Regions from separate parts of the Bactrocera dorsalis genome. Here region 2 is linked to region 1. Evidence: chromatin contacts called from public Hi-C data. All regions are on one chromosome and are shown on one strand. Each heading gives the region's core, a stretch centred on a gene start, on an enhancer-like site or on the middle of the called end of the contact. The rest is flanking DNA. Distances are from core to core; before and after follow the strand shown.

Region 1 (4,705 bases), core at 836-3,335:
GACGTGGGTGGACAACGCGTTGAGGAAAAGGAATGCATACGCTATGCCATGGAAATAGATGGACGGCGAGGCGAGACTATTTTGACATTTGTTGGGGGATTTTTAGCAGGTTAGAGGAGCGCTAGCAACTGCAGGAGTACTGAAAACTCAAATTTGAATTGGGCAATCGGACTCTGTGGGAATTGACGGTGCTGTCCGCACATTCCCAACGCAACTGCATAAATACATTTGGCAGAAATATTTGATTCTCACACTTTTCCTGGGGCGCTGAAGCAGTCGAAGAAGGTAAGCTAACGAGCGTTGCTGCACTGTGGTCGTAAATTTAATACACGACAAACAAATTTAATGAGCGCGCACACAAGAATTGATTGTGTTGAAGTGCAATAACGCTTTCACAGCTCGCTTTCTCATGTTTCCAACAGCTGAAGACCTCGTGGCCTTCTTTTAAACGTACACCACAGCATTTAATCTCATAAATATTAAGTCAGCTGCATAATCATCATAATTTACTACTTACTCCTCTGCACACCCGCACTGAAATGCGAAATCATACGGCATAAAGTATGCGGTCGAAGACGAGTTGACGCGTCGGAACAGCGAAGAGGCGCATGTGACCAGCAACTGGTGGTCGATAAAGAGTGTAGTGTGGAGAAAAGATGGAGACGAAATACTAATACAAATGAGGTGGTCACACAAAGAACGAGCGATAAACGTGTTTATCCAATTTAAAGCATAATTGTGAACACAGACGCTTACAGTGGCGTGCATTGCGGTATGGACAGAACAACTAGATTCAAGAATGAGAAAAAACCAAATAGGTTTCTTCTCCGTCGATGCAGCGCTGCCAGCCCGATTTCCAAGCGGTACGGCGTCACGGAAGACATTTTTCATGCTGCTTGGATCCCCTCTGTCGTCTCAAAATGCTTGCTTTTCATCGGTGTGAGCCGAGGCGTTGTCGTGGTGCAACTTCCAATCGGTTGCGATGTCTTGTCGAACCCTATTGACCCTTCGTTTGTGCATCTTGAGGACTTCCACGTAAAACTTGGCGTTGACGGTTTGTCAAAAAGGAATAAATTCATGATGGACGATGCCATTGATGTCAAAAAAGACTCGGAAGATTGCCTCTTTGTCTCGAGATCATACTCAAAGCTCCATAGCTGGTCACCGCTGATTACGTTATTCAAACCTCTCTCCATGTGCTCGGAGACAACTGACCATCCGGTCGTTCGTTAGCTAAGAACGCCCTCTACCGAATACAGTCGGTGCGCGCAGGCTCCGATGTACAGTCACAGCGAAAGAAGATCAGTTATATTACTTTCCACAAATTCTAAACTGAATTTGAAAGTGAGTAAGAACGATATACTTAAAAAGGGAGCGAGTTTTTTTGTCTTAAAGCACATCTGAACCAGTGTCATTCTCATTTCAATATCCGACACTGTATACAATTCTCCCTTCGCCTTGCCCGATGTCGCCCCACAGCACTTTATGTAAGTCCACTAGCGACGACTCATTCATGTTCACAAAGCTGCTGCAACATGTGGCCGAGCAATATTGCCACGGCAGACACTCTGCGTTGGAGGCGGTCACATATTACACCATTTAGCATTCATTTAAAGACCGTTTATGGTAATAAAGTGGTAAGACACTCATCATCACATGCCGCACATGGCAGGCGAGCGTCACAGAGTCACAGGTCACACATTGCTCGCTTCCAAAACGGTGTGCAGCAAACACGACTGCAACTACAATAAATATCTACTTGTTGGCCAAGTCCACGTAAAGACGCCACGACGTAACCTTTAAGCAGTTTTTTCCCTCATTACATCGCCCGACCTGTGCGACGTGTGCGCTCGTTGTAAGTTATGACGCGCGCATTCTTCTCGTTCGTTCGCTTTTTTCTCGCTTTTGATTTTCAACCGAACAATGCTATATCTGTCCAGTCGCACATTCGACTCTTTGCTGACCATCAACTGCATTGTGGCGGCACTTTTCATTGATCAGCAGCGCAAGGTACGCGGTGGAGCGCGTCAACAACTCAGTTGTTGTCAACATTGGCGTCGGAGTTGGCAACATCCACCGTGTGGCTCATTACAACTGCGAATGTCATGTTCACATGTCAGCGCAGCTTACACACAAACACACACTCGCACTCACACATCTCCCCATAAGTACTATATTATTCCATAGAGTGCACTCGTTGTAACTCGGTCGTGCCGAGCGCGTCTCTGAGTGCCTTTTATGCACGCCTTTCATGCTGTTTTTAGGGCTTCACGCTCGCACACTCCACCTCATCTTCGGCCACCATGTGCCGTTTCTTCGTCGCACATGATTTTTATGTTGGGTTTCGTATTCAATTCCCAATCAATTGGCTGCCATAAAACGGATTATGTGCCACCAAGTGCGGCTGCTCTCGGCCACAAGTGCCCTCTCTAAGGCAAGTGCACTCGCTGTAGCCATCTGTTGAGGCCGTCGAGCAGCTTCAATTGCTTGTTGCACGCCACTCATTAAGCATCGACGATTCTCATAATTATGGTCATTACAACGATAAGTACATATTCATGGCATATTAATGCTATCGCCGCCATTATCATTATATGTAATCACTACTTTTATTCCATGCTTAAAGTCATATTTAATTTTGGTAATTTTATCGACGATTCAAGCAGTTACGAATGTGAGTGGCTCGAAATAATGCTGAATACGAAGGATTGCCAAATAAAATTGAAAGGTTAATAATAGGTGTGCGACTCCGCTTAAATCGTGCAGGGCTTATTTTAAATAATGCGCCGAAATATATGCAAATACAATATTATCTTTTTATTCTAGTGGAGCAATTTTAGTTAAAAAAAAAAATCTTGTAAACCCTCGCAAAATAATGTTGGTTCTTGAAAAAGATACTCAAGTAACTAAGAAATAACTGTTATTCGCGATCTGATCAAATTTGACCCGGACTGTCTGGCAAAAAAAAAAAACATTTCCCTCGAACTGACACAACCTTTCTTGTGTTCGTGTGGAGTTTGATCTCCATATGTCATTTAGTGTGTGTTCGGCAGCTGTTTGTTTATGACGAGAATAGTTTCGGTGGCGATTTCTACCATGAAAAAAAAAAATATTAATTTGGGGTTTCAATGGAATCATAGCGAAGCAATCGTTGAAAAGGTTTGAGAAGTGTTTTGTGGAGTCTACCTTATCACGAAAAAAAGTATTGGAGGGACAAAGCATTCGAGAATGTCGTGAGGTCATCGAAGACGTTCCTCATGTTGTCCATCAACTTCTGGTGATGAATAACATCAAAATATACGGTTCTTGAAAATCGTCGTGTTGGCATCTGAGTAATAGCAAAGGATTTAAACATCTCTTATGGATCTACTCAACCTTTTTGGTTAATGTTTTGTGTATGAAATCTGTCAAAGCTGGACTCATACCAAAAGACCTGAATGAAGTCGCAGGTTTATGAATATAACTTCGAAACTGTCCAACAATATAGAGAATGGCCGAACCCGGAAATCCAAAATCCGCTGAAAGCACTAAAGCCATCTCAACCGGCACTTATAACAAGTTTTTGGAACTTTGTTTTATGCCTTGGAATAAAGATTTGTATTACTCTTATCGAAATTGTAAATTTGGATAACGGTCAGATTGACCAGATCGTATTGTTCGAAGATTGCTTTCTGCAATAATATACGATTTTTAATAAATCCCTGATATTTGCAACACTCCTAAAACTTTCTATTTATATAAGGTTACATCTTCCAGAATTTGCATCAATGTTAGGCGGCTGTTACCTTCACTTGAAACGACTTTAGGAATACCAACATTTAGATTCTTTTAGAGGAAACCTTGAAACGGCTATCACACATTGTCTACTTCAGCAAACTAACTTCTACCTGCAGCATAGTACATCAGCTGTTGTTGAAAGAATTCTCGAACCCACGCAGAGCGGTGAAGACAAAAATGTAGAAAGAGTGGAAAAGGAAATAGAAGAATAGAAACGCAACAAAACAGGTGTTTTCACTTTCGTTGCCGGCAAGACTAACAGGTTGCCACCAAAGCGATTATTAGAAAAAAGTAGAAACTAAAAAATACTAAAAATCACCGAAGGTAGGCCAGAAAGGTGGAAAGGTTACCTGGAAACGAAAATGAAACTGCACTAAAATGCGTGTTGTTGGCCGCTTTAAGGCAGTTTACGGCTTGTGCGATTGTGCGCTGAAATAATTATTTTCAATTCAATATCTTCCGCTTTGTTTTCTCGAGTGCTTAGGAGTTGCAACAATTGTTTTTATTTTGTTTGTTGCTTCTCACATTTTCTTCGCTGTTTTTCGTACACCGACTTTATGTTGTAATTGCGTTGTTTTCAAGTACCCAGTTTTGTTGTTGCACTTGGATGTGAGCATGTGTATGTGTGCCGGCCCATAAATACACAGCAAAAATGTTTTTGGCGGCGCCGCGTTAGTGGCGCAACCAAGCGGGGCAACAAGCCCTCCATGACGCTCTGAGTCACTTCACTTCACCGACTCGTTGATTGAGTGCATTTGTGCGTTCGATTTTCGGTGTTTTATGATATTTTCGCTAGTTTTTTCAATTCTCCAATGTTTTTCCTGCGTTGTTTTTGTTTTTATTAAATTTTATTTTTATTATATTTGTTGGCTTTGCTGGGCGCGCTGTGTGTGTTTCGTGTAAAGTTGAAAGATTTATGGGTGCGGTG
Region 2 (4,523 bases), core at 280-2,779, 61 kb before region 1:
TGGATTCGCTTCTCTAGGTACTAAAATCACTGCATTCCGTTGGAATACTAATATCGATATTCTGCTTGTCACTAGTAGTGACTTAGTCAGAATACCGATATAAGTCTATTTTGTTATAGTGACATGATGCGAGGTTAGGCCAAAATAACGTGTAGACTTCATGTTGACTTAGAAATAGGACACAACAACTGGAAATTGCCTGCCACACAAGAATTTTCTTTGAGACTTTTGTCAGCTTTTTGGCTTTGAATTTTTCAGCACCATATCCTCGAGAATCGGCTGTATGAAATTCCACTACAGGTAGATTAGAAAAGTCCGCTAAAACATAGGTGTCGTCATCCATTATGAAGCATTCGAATTTGTTAACAAAATCTTTCGTCAGCTTCATAGCTCATTGTTTTGCGGTTTCGTTCTTGACGGCCTTTCTATCCGGAACTTTCTGTACCTTGTACGTCTTCAGCCCAGCTTCCTTCTGCGTGCTGCATACGAAAGATTCTGAGAAGCCAGCCTTCCTAGCCTTCTCATGGTCCCTTCTTTTTATCAGAACCGTTCTTCTTGTCAATATCCACATCTTCTTTAAAACGTTTGATAAGGCTAGAAATGGTTTTAGGGTTAGGCCCTGCCTCTTTGGCAATTTTCTTAAAAGACCACTGCGGTTTCTTTTGAAATAATGTTCAAAAGTATGGTTTGGCATTGGAATTGCGGGCTTTATCTCTTCATGACCTATCCAATAAAGTCGAAAAAATGCAACAAAAACATTACTTTCACACTTTGACCTCATGAATTTGTCAGCTGTCAACGAGTCTATTGCCCTACAGGGCATATGCTCAACATACGCAAGTGCTTAACGACATTAAAATTTGTAAAACGAAAGGTAAATCGTATAAATATCGATATATGTAATTACAACAGTGATCGCATGTAATGTAACAGCAGCAGCCAAGAGCAGCGACCGAAACCGGACGACAGTCGTCAGCTGTCAAGCGTGTGTCGCACAAATTGGAATCGACTTTAAGGTGTCACATGGCGCCAAATAATTACGGCGAGAGTGCACAGATTGCCACCGCGATACCCAAATGCAAACAGATATAAATACCCCACTTACACATACATACAAACGCACACACATTCATATATTTGTATGAACAAATGGATGTGTAGATTAAAGCGACTTAATGGCGATTTCTACAACTTCACTTTGGCCCGCAGCAAGTTAATCACTTGCACTTGTGCAGCAGCGACGACGGCAAAAACAACAACAACGGCAACAGGGTTTTATCCAAAGTAATTTAATTAAAACGACTCGCAGAGGCGAACACGGCTCGAGATCGGATTCTTTGATCGCAGCAACCACATTCACAAACACACACAAAGTGGGTCCCCGTGCCACTTGCCATGCAGTTGCAACCAGCGAGTGGCAAGCGATGTGGACGCCGATAAATCAGCATCAAAGTGTCACAAACTCGCGACGAATTTCGTGTGAGCGCGCGTCCCACTGCCAGCCAGTGCGCCACTCAGGTCGGTTCGTTCGACGAAAACTTGGTCTGACGGCATCTCTTGACACAGCACCCTGTCAAATGCCGTGGTTCGGGGAGTTCGTGCGTTAACAATTTGATTTATTACAAATTATTCGCCGATATTAATTTTTCAGAAGCAATAATACCCCGGCGCATGCCAAATAGGCACGCGTGGTATTTGTTTTCGAATGTGTCGGTTGAGTGCAACGCCTTGCGCCACTGCGTGCAACATTCATTCAGAAGCAATTTTTGCAATAGCAACAATGAAAATGCCTCAAAAAGCAATTTAATTTGCAATGCGTGACGAATCAATTCGGCTTAATTAACAATCGTGCATTAGGTTGTGTAGGAAAGGCAACACTAAGGCGAAAGTGCAGCTCCCACACCCAAAATAAAATAGGTATAAATTAGTTACTTTCAGTTAGAACAATATTAGAAGACTTAATTCGTTCCTTGGTTAAGTGAATATTTACAACTTCGGTTAAAGGTGCAACATGAAAGAACGGTCCCTGAAAACATAGTTTAGTCGGCTAAAAGGTAATGGCAGTAGCCGCGTAACTACTCGTATAAAGCGTGTGATAGACTTATTACCCTTCCACGTGATACATTTACTCTCATATCTGGTCAAAACTTTAAACAAGCATCATAGAAAATTTGGTTCATTTCCCTGACAGTTTTCTTTATTAGCGGAAAAGTTATGAAACTTAATTACTCAAAGCAGCAACGCATTTCCAGGCATTTCTAACGAAATGAGCAAATCAAATAATAAACCGCCCTCAATTCCTATAATTTTGAACCAAATCTAAAAGGCACTTCGAACTCGGCAAAGCAAAAGCGCAGATGCTTTGAACGAATTACTTCGCTTGCATACGCCTCCCATCCCTTAAATGTTGGCAACGTCCAGCCGGTCGGATTTCCATAAGCTGAAACGTGGTTTGCATTCCACGCCAATGTAAATGCGATATCGACGAGTTCTAATCGAATTTGGTTTGGATTGCGCGAGGTCAGTGTAGTTTGCAAACGGTGGAAATCCAGTAAAATGTATGCCTGTCGAAAGTGTGTCAAATCTGCGAGCAGCTGACAGCTGCCACGCGTATGGCATCCCTTCTACCTTTTATTCTTTTGATTTCGTAGTTATGGTTTCGCCCTAAATATCGCACGTCCCAAGGGAGATGGGTTGCGTGGAAGAACTACCCGTGTTTAATATACAAAGTTTTCTCCCCCGTTGGCATTGATTCGGATATTCTGTACATGTCCATTTTGACAGGAGATTACAGCAATAAACTGCACATTTTGATTGTAACATCTCCGTTTTTAGTTGATATTTTTTGTATGCAAACATTGAATAATTCAATATTGCGAAATTTATTTTCTTTATATAAAATGGATTTTGTTCGTCGATTCATCACTACCATGATCCTGAACCAAAACAAGAGGCTAAAGAGTGTGTGAATCTAGTTTTTCGGCTTCGAAACGAGTTCGTGTCCGGAAATGGGCCAAGAAAGTTATGGCATCAGTTTTTTGGGATGCGAGAGGAATTTTGTTAGTGGATTACTTGCAAACTGATAAAAAAAAATTAACTCTGAATATTATTGCAACCTTTGAATCAGTTGAAGGAAAAAAATCGTGAAAAAAGACCCGGTTTGCAGAAGAAAAAAATCCTTTTTCATCAAGACAATGCACCGTGTCACAAGACCATTTTGACAATGGCTGAAATCCATGAATTACAGTTCGAATTATTGGAGCATCTAATGTGTTCACCTGATTTGTCCCCCAGCGACTTCTATATGTTTCCAGAACTCAAAAAAATGTATGCTTGGCAAGCGTTTTTCATCAAATGAAGAGGTCATATTGGCTTCCGGATCCAACTTCAGGGGTAGGATCCACAGATTGGAGGATCGTTAGAGCAAGGTATTAATGCGCAGGGAGATTATACTGAATAATAAGGTGTATTTTGAATCATAAAATTGTGTTTTTGTTATCAAACGACAAAACTTATTGAACAACTTAGAATGGCTTACGGGCAAAAAGTTTAAACCTTAAAAAGTTTTTAGAATAGGGTTATTTTTAAAAGTTAATGCATTTCATGTGGTATTACTGCAAAGCATGTGTGACAATTATCCAATTTTCCCAGCCAATGGTAAAAATACGCACGATTTTCATGCAGGCAGTGCAACGAAATGCATAAAATGCTGCAGTAATGCCACATTGAGTTAGTGACAGAATTCCACGGTGGCATAAAAAATTGCACAACGAACTTTTAAGTACAAGTGACACGAACTCACACACCGACACATGCTTGACCGCTACTTATTCGGTAAAACCGCTAAAATGCTGCAGCAACATAGCATCACCAACTCGGTCGCCGTCATGCCACACGAGTGGCATGCAACAAAATTGCAAGGAACGTCGGCAATAAACATACCACACAGCGCGTAGAGATGCGTCGCAGCGTGCCGCATGCCACAACGCACCGCCAGCAGCGCCAATAAAGGCAACACGGCTGAGAATGCAGCGGCCGCCAAGCAACAATAAGAAAAAAAAACTGGCCGATTCCGACAATTTGAAGCAAAGCAAGTGTTTGCTCAGTTAATGAAGAAATTGGTTGTTGTCATTACGACGGCGTCTGTGGCTAGCAGCGGCCATAAAAACCAAGAAGGAAATTCGTAAAACAAATATGCATACATATATATATATATATATATATATTATTTTATAGTTATTTAGTACAAACTGTGTAAAAATTAATTAATAAAATACTTAATATTGCAAATTAGAGAGAGAAGAATATTTCTTGAACGCTTACAACACTTCTTCAGGTTGCTCACTCAACTTCCTCACAGGAAATGAATCAATCGACATGAAAATCGCGATTTGACGGTAGGAAGTTTCGAACTGTTCCTATGAAATGGATAGTCACGCCACCTGCCACAAAAGCCACGTCAAATTAACCGCATATTGTTGTTGTTGCTGTGGCACAAAGCACGCGAATTGCTAATACACTGT

The links. Hi-C and Micro-C count contacts between places; a contact is called where the count stands out from the background.
Region 2: a Hi-C map of whole body shows a contact between it and region 1, with 2.9 times the contacts expected there. The contact joins two enhancer-like sites. A contact is called at or near these places in 2 of 2 Hi-C or Micro-C datasets (both in whole body).

Annotation. Positions count from the first base shown.
Region 1 is chr3:91,294,096-91,298,800 of ASM2337382v1, reverse strand. The region is part of intron 1 of LOC105230528 (netrin receptor DCC); the gene reads right to left. Among protein-coding and RNA genes, the nearest start is that of LOC105230528, 13 kb to the right of the region's middle. Within about 2 kb of position 2,085, the one cell type or tissue checked has open chromatin away from gene starts, as enhancers often do.
Region 2 is chr3:91,354,552-91,359,074 of ASM2337382v1, reverse strand. The region is part of intron 1 of LOC105230528 (netrin receptor DCC); the gene reads right to left. Among protein-coding and RNA genes, the nearest start is that of LOC109579860, 63 kb to the left of the region's middle. Within about 2 kb of position 1,529, the one cell type or tissue checked has open chromatin away from gene starts, as enhancers often do.